Regions from separate parts of the Sus scrofa genome. Here region 2 is linked to region 1. A link is a contact called in public HiChIP or PLAC-seq data. All regions are on one chromosome and are shown on one strand. Each heading gives the region's core, a stretch centred on a gene start, on an enhancer-like site or on the middle of the called end of the contact. The rest is flanking DNA. Distances are from core to core; before and after follow the strand shown. Region 1 overlaps GMDS (GDP-mannose 4,6 dehydratase). Region 2 overlaps GMDS (GDP-mannose 4,6 dehydratase).

What was found. HiChIP or PLAC-seq counts read pairs in DNA pulled down with a chosen protein or histone mark.
Region 2: an H3K27ac HiChIP or PLAC-seq map of skeletal muscle shows a contact between it and region 1. The contact joins two enhancer-like sites. A contact is called at or near these places in 9 of 47 Hi-C or Micro-C datasets (embryonic fibroblasts, fetal heart ventricle, fetal skeletal muscle and 2 more) and 1 of 2 datasets of contacts at active chromatin or transcription factors (skeletal muscle).

Annotation. Positions count from the first base shown.
Region 1 is chr7:1,182,037-1,185,495 of Sscrofa11.1, reverse strand. All of the region lies in intron 4 of GMDS (GDP-mannose 4,6 dehydratase), which reads left to right. Among named protein-coding and RNA genes, the nearest start is that of GMDS, 100 kb to the left of the region's middle. Within about 2 kb of position 1,700, at least 42 of the 83 cell types and tissues checked have an H3K27ac peak or open chromatin away from gene starts, as enhancers often do. A contact at or near this core is called in skeletal muscle, where this site is marked.
Region 2 is chr7:1,247,468-1,250,926 of Sscrofa11.1, reverse strand. The region is part of intron 1 of GMDS (GDP-mannose 4,6 dehydratase); the gene reads left to right. Among named protein-coding and RNA genes, the nearest start is that of GMDS, 36 kb to the left of the region's middle. Within about 2 kb of position 1,531, at least 31 of the 83 cell types and tissues checked have an H3K27ac peak or open chromatin away from gene starts, as enhancers often do. A contact at or near this core is called in skeletal muscle, where this site is marked.

The DNA.
Region 1 (3,459 bases), core at 451-2,950:
TAACAGCTAATAATGTTTGGAATTTTTCTTATAATTAGTGGACCACACAAAGGTATGTTTGTTGGGCCCGGTTCTCTTAATTCGCTTTCAATAGTGACTTGTTTACGAAATAAAATCCAGAGTATTATTTCAGCTTTGCAACAGTTAAGCTAAAATTAATGCAAATGGCTAAACATGCATATCAATTTGTAGATATCTCTGTAAACACAAATAGTCAATGAATAGTAAGTCAGTGAAGCTACTATGAGTGAGGCTTTTTGTTTTGAACTTTTGATGACGAATGGAAAATTGGTTTTGGATCCCTGATTAGATTAGAACAAACAACTTACGTAAATTAAGACAGAGACAGAAATAATACTTTGTTTAATACAAGGTAATGTAGCTGTCTCTCTTCCCCACAATAAAAAAAAGTGTCAATTTAAGAATTTAAACTTAACTGTTCATTTAAAACGCCAAATAGAGTTTGGTATCCTTTTAGTACGAATGGAGTTTCTAGAATTCTCTTTGTTCAGATGGGATCCTTGAAGTTGGCCTGGTATGATAAAATGAAACCATTTCTATTGCAAAGAAATTTAATGTGTAGTAACTTTTTAATAAATTTCTACTGTAAATCATTAATTCTACTCTCAATCATTATTTCCACTGTAAATCATTAAGCAGTGCCAGTGGGAAATAAATTACCTGAAGCTTTTATTTAATTTCCATTTTTCAAAAATATCTGGCACCGAAGACAGCAGGCTTGTTATGTTACCCCTTCTAGTGATGTCACATGAAGTGTATGTTGTTTAGGGATGGTAACTAAGACATCATCCGTGACGAATTTGAATTTGCTTCATTTACAAGTTTTACGCAGAAGGGCTTGGTCTGGCTTGTCAAGCTTGTCCTTGTCCTTGGACGGACGGGTCCTCGGCAAGAGTGGAATTCTCAGAGGTGCGCTTGCTTTACAGGCGACAGCGCTGGTGCTCGTGCTTGAGGTGACAGGCATCGCCTTGGTGGCCGCTGTGTGGTCACCGCGGGGCGGCGGCAGGTCGACGGACGGGGCAGCCGTGCTTTTCCTTTTGTCTGATTTTCAGGGGAAACCCTCTTCCTGAGTCTCCTTCCCACGCCCAGCCTGCAGGTTTTATTGGCGCTGGTTACTTGCACAGTAAAAAGTCTTCGAGAGCTTGGCAGTGTTGACACAATAAACCTTTAAGGCGCATTCTGCAGGCTGGGACTCCCCTCGTTAGCCCCGACGGGAAATGTCGTCTCTGCCTTCGCTGTGTGGCTTGATGGCTGTGAAATGGTTCGTAGAGGAAAGCTCTGTTTTGTTTTTTGGGTTGTTTTGCTTAAGGGACTTGTGTGGCTCACCCCGGCGTCTCTCCCGGCTTTGTTGGTTGGTGTGACACGCGCATTTGTCAGACAGCTCAGAGCTGGCGCGGTCAGGTCAGCACCGGGGAGGCCCAGGGGCTCTCGAGGTCTGTGTTCCCCTGTCTCCGCCCGAAAGAAGCATTCGAGTGTTTGGCAGAGATCAGTGCGTTATTGGATCAGTATTTGCGTTATTGGTAGTTTAAATAATGTGAGTAGATACTTTTTTATCTTGTTTCTTTACATTTCCCTTATACCAAATGTTATGAAAGTGTCACTCCGTCCTACGGTGTGGCAGGATGTTTGGACTGCAGTCTCGTGGAATGAATTAATTTCACTGTAATTGGTTCAGTGACCGAATGGAAAAAACTGCTGGTTTTGGTGTATGTTAAATGAGGCATCCCGGGCCCTTTCAGTTTTGGAGGGTTGCTTCGCAGAGAGAGAAATAGGAGTTCCTGGCAAGCGGCTGTGTTTTCGAAGGGACGCAAACCACGGCAGCCGCCTCTCTGGTCGCCTGTGCCGAGGAGAGACGGGCCTGCTTGGGGCGCGGGCGGTTCCGGGCCGGGGAGGCGTGTTATGCGCCGTCGTGCACATAGGTGGCAGCAAAGCGCCGCAGACAGCGGAAGTCAGCCTCGCCGCTGCGGGCGCTGAGTGACAGCCGAGCCGGACTGCCATCGGCGTGGCTGCCCCGTGCTGCAGTTGAACGCAAAGTAGGAAAGAAAGCCACTATTGATAACACCAGAGTGTTCCCAGGACAGTGAAGAAGGCTGGGAGGAGCTGTAACACACTGAATTTCTGGACAGATCCCAGGTGGGAAGGCTTAATCTCTTAAGGTATGTCTCCCACCCCGAGAGAGGACAGGCGTCCGCCGAGATGATCCCCGCGTCCAAGGCGAGAGGCCACAGAGGGCCAGGGCGCAGGAGAGCGGGAAGCGGGGGAGAAACCGGACGCCCGCTGCCGAGGCACGTCATGGCCTGCTGCCTGCGGTGCCTCTGGCCGGCTCGGCTGCTCCTGACTTGAGCAAGTTTCAGAGGAAATATCCGTCCACGACCAGGCAGGCCTTCCATGGGAGCGCTTGCTCCCACGTCAGCGTTTTAGAAAGTAGAACTGCAGCTGGAGCTGCTGTTCAGCACCCAAGCACAAGTGCCTGTCCTCCGCCTGCGCGTGCGGTTAGTGCGGCCCGCTCTGTCCCGAGCCTCCCGGTAGTGACATCATCCGTCTCCTCGGTGCCGGCCGTCAGAGCCATTAGTGGGTCATCCGCGTCTGCTGCCCAGGGCCGGCCCGCGGCTTCCCACCCGTGGCCGAGGTAGCTTTCGACTTGGAGCTTTGAATTTGGGGAAACACAGCCAGGAGGGTCCAATGCAGCACAGTGGTGTTTATTAGAAACGGGAGAGAGGAAGCAAGTTGTAAAAAAGCGGTCAGCCGCGAATCGGGCTCCTCACGCGCGAGCCGAGGCCCCTCGACACCTCCGAGGCCGGCGACCTGGCTCGGGACGCCGCGGCCGGGGGCTCGTCCTCCGCCCTGCCCTCCTGTGCCTGCGGCCCGCCGACCAAGGGCCGCGTCGCCGGCTGAGCGGAAGGTGTGTGTGTGGAACCACTTGCTCGGGCCCAGCGTCTGGCAAGTCTCTCGTGACAGCGACCTATTTTTTCACATCATTATTTTTTTAGTGAATGCGATATCTTAACAACCCCTTCCCTCCTTTCTGGGTTCAAAAAATAACACTTCACATGATTTATTTCCCCTGCTGCATGAGGGCCCGGCGGAGAGGGAAGGGATGTGGCTGCCGGGCCCCGTGGCCCCGGCCCCCCGGCCGCCGCTGCAGTGGCCGCGCTGCCTTTGCACGGAGCAGAAGACACACCCCGGCCGCTGGCTGCTTAGCAGGGATCGCGTGGTTGGGCTCCCCACAGTCTCTGCCCCCGTCGGCAGGGAAGGAAGATACACGCGTACACGTTTGCTCGTGCTCTCTGGCTTAAGCGAGCCCTTGTGTTAATGCCTTCAGTCCGTGCACACAGATGGGTCTGTTACTCGGTGTTCTCGTAGGCGGGTGCCAACGTACAGGGACCGAGAACAATGTGAGCTCATCCACATTTGAATTTGATCCTACACGTGTCACTA
Region 2 (3,459 bases), core at 282-2,781, 66 kb before region 1:
GATGGTAAATGTCCTTCCACTGGTACCCTTGCTGCTGCTTCGGAAAGACCTCTGCAAGCTTCCTCAAAGAGACGGGGGAGCCCGTGGCCATCCGCCCGCTGCCCTGCAGACCGAGAGGAGGGTGCTCCTTTGTCACCACCTTGTGCCGCCCGCCGGCCTGCCCTCCCAGGTAGGCAGCGTCCTGTTTGTCGCAGGGCTGTTACTTCCTGGTACCGTCTCGTTAGGGCATTTCAGGGGCCGAGACCCTTTAACTTGTGCTGAGGAGGTGTCTGAACCACCCGCCTGTCCCTGGGTCACCTGCTTACAGCAAGTCAGGCCTCTGGCTGCCGTGCCCGTGAGGGCAGGTGGCATGGGACAGACAGGCTTTTCACAGAGCTGCGGTGGTTTGCAGACCTGGCCGTGGCCGTGCTCGGGCTTAGCTGCCTCCAGACCACACGAGGAGCCGGAGAGCCTCCACCCCAGCCCGACGGCCGTTTCCCAAAACTGTACCTTCCTCAGGAAACCAGGCTTTTACTAGCAGCCTGGCTGCCACCACGGACCTGGGCCGGGGACGGACGGCGTGTCCTCTGAGGGCCTGTCCACTCAGAGTTTCCACTGGCGACTTGTGTGGCCTTGGTCGCCGGCTGAGTCAGGGCCGCCGGGTCCGCCTCCTGCTGCACTGGTCAGTGGCGACCGGTGGCTGTCCTGCCTGGCTCCGGGCAGTGCTCGGACACCAAGCTTCTTCACCGACGAGTTCACAGAGCTGCGGGACCTCCCCAGGAGCGTGCGGGGCTGTCTCCTAGGTCAGAGTGTCCGCCTAGAGTGGCCTTTTACGTGATCTGAGCACCCTCCTCGGATTGTCGAATGCCCTCCAGGCCAGGCTTTCCTGTTCGGAGGTAATAAAGGAGCTGCTTTCATCAAAACCCCGAGCACCTTAAGAACCTCTTTGGGAATTCCTGCTGCGGGCACGCCGGCAGGTCACGCAGGCAGACGACTGACCTGAGGCTGTCCTCTTGTCGACAGCCTCCCCCTCTTGAACTCTTGCTGTGTGTTGAACCCGCGCCTCTGAGCACATGTTGCCACCTTGCCGGGGGGAAGAGGGTCCTGTTGGGAGTTACGCTGGCTCTGGTCTGCTGCGCAGACCCAGGCAAGCGGTAGGTCTGTGTGATCCCAGTTGCTTTGGATTTGTTTTGGATTCAGCGCCTGGTGTAGGCGTCAAGTCCTGTTGGAAAGACATGAACACTGACAGAGACCTGCCAGGGCGAGATTTTAGTTGTGGGCTCCATGCCTGGCAACAGTTAATTTTTCAAAGAGCTTCTGGGTGGAGCTGTGCCTTGCAGCCCAAAAGTTTCTAACTTCTGGTCTGGGCACCAGCAGTGAGACAGTCTCAGTCCGGTTCAAGGTCACGTGCGCGGCACGGATGTTTACCGGTGCAGTGAGCGGGACTGGCCACCAGGTGGCTCAAGTATGTAGCGTCTGCAGCGGTGCCGTCTTGCACTTCAGACGTCATTTCATAAAAACCTTCTGAGACCGGATTCCCCCACGATCTTAGAATGTGAAAGCGGAAGGTTGCCGTTTTAAATTGTGTCCCTGGCTCGCATTCGCCAGTCTGGGACCCAGACCCTGTGTCCTGTGTAGATGTGTACACACGCTCGGACCTTATTTCCCTTCTTGGCGGAAGTGCGTGCCCTAAACTGTCATTTTAGAATGTTTTGATGATTTATTTATCTGTTTATCTTGACATATACTTTCCATAGCTACAAGTCAGATTAATAGAGGTTTTGAAGTGTAAACTGTCGGCATGGTTAATATTGTTTTATTTTATGCTTTTGTTCTTTGGGAAATGAAGAGACACAGAGCACCTAAGAAGTCAACACATAACTTTCATGGACTTACTGTTTCCCAAGAAGAATTTAAAATCCTACTTTACTCCTTGAGAAGGAAGTTACTGTGTAGCTTCCCACTAACACTAGACAGAAAGCATTAAAAGGCCAAAGTATTTGCTTTATTTTAAGATCTGTGCAGTGAAGTTCAAGTGAAGTTAACCCTTGGGAATATGTGCTTTTTTTAGCTGATCAAGACATGGAATCTTAACTTTAGTTCTTTGTATCTTTCAATCACAAATTTCCTGGAATTAGGATTTTTTTTTCTGATAAGCTTAAGGCATATTAGAAAATAAACCACTTCTTCAAAAACCTAATATCCAGTTTCCTATTTATGTGGGCCTTTCTGCTTCAAAATTTTGGACAAAGGCATAAGGTAATGTCACTTCTGTTACATAATGGGCAAAGGGAAAAAGAGGGGGAAATTCGCATCCAGCGTCTTTCCCCCATTGTCCTAATTCTAGTTAGAACTTTAGCTGGAGAAAAGATGAAATAAATTTTTTAAAACATGTTTTGAAATTTCCGTGGTTTTACCTAACTCTCGTTACCTTCATGTCCGTGTCACTACCTCAGAAAGGAGGCCGACGTCTGTGTTGGTATCATTCACCACGAGGTTTTCCCGTCCTTCTTTGCAAAGCAGGGGCTGACGCCTCTACAGCTGAGGCGTGCGTCTGGCCCACAGACCAGCGCTAATTGCACATCGGCCTGCTGTGGTTGGTCGGAGGCAGTGTGACCGTGTCTGAGAGTCTTGATATATGTCCCGGTGACGGTACTAATTTTTTCTGCTTCTGTACACGGGTAGCCATGTGGTGGCCAGGAGTCCTCAACAATGGATCTTTGTTAAGGTTAATTTCTTTCAGGGAAATCGATGTGATTTAAAAAAACCATTACTGTGTGCGAACCGTGTGTGGAGCTGTGTGCCTATACCACCACCCTGTTGGGAAAATGAAACCGCAAAACTGTGTGTGTGTGTGGGGGGGGCACTTTTTAATGCTACTTATCTTTTTTTTAATTGTTAGGTGGCTTGGTATGAAAATGGAATCTTTTTATCATAATAATAAAGCAAGCTGATAAAGTAAGGAGATAAAATTGGTAGAATTTGGTGTTAGAATACTTTTAGATGTGTTTTTATTTGTTGGGTTTAAGTAACTTTATGTGTGTGCATGTGTTTCAAAAATATTCTATAAAGAATTGACCTTGAAGACCCGCGAAGCAGGGCTCGCTTTTCCAGCGCACATCCTGAAATCGGAAGGACGCAGAGGTTATGAGCATGCCCCGGGCAAATTTGTGAAGCATTCCATATTTAAAAAAAAGTCTCATGAAGCGTATTTGCCCCAACTTATATTTTTTATATTTCTTTATCTTTTTTTAAATTTTGCATTGTGAATATTTTGATGCAAGTAAAATATTCCTCCTACTTTAAAATTCATTTAAATTAGCTTTATTTGGTATGTGACTTCAGAAAGTACAGTGAATTTACAAGTTCAGCTCTGACGTGTGTAGATTTCAGAAGTGTCAGTGCCCGCTCCTGCACACAGTCCAAACTGCTGACGAAACTGAGATTGAGTCGGGATTTCCAGATGCCTTGGCCTGCCTG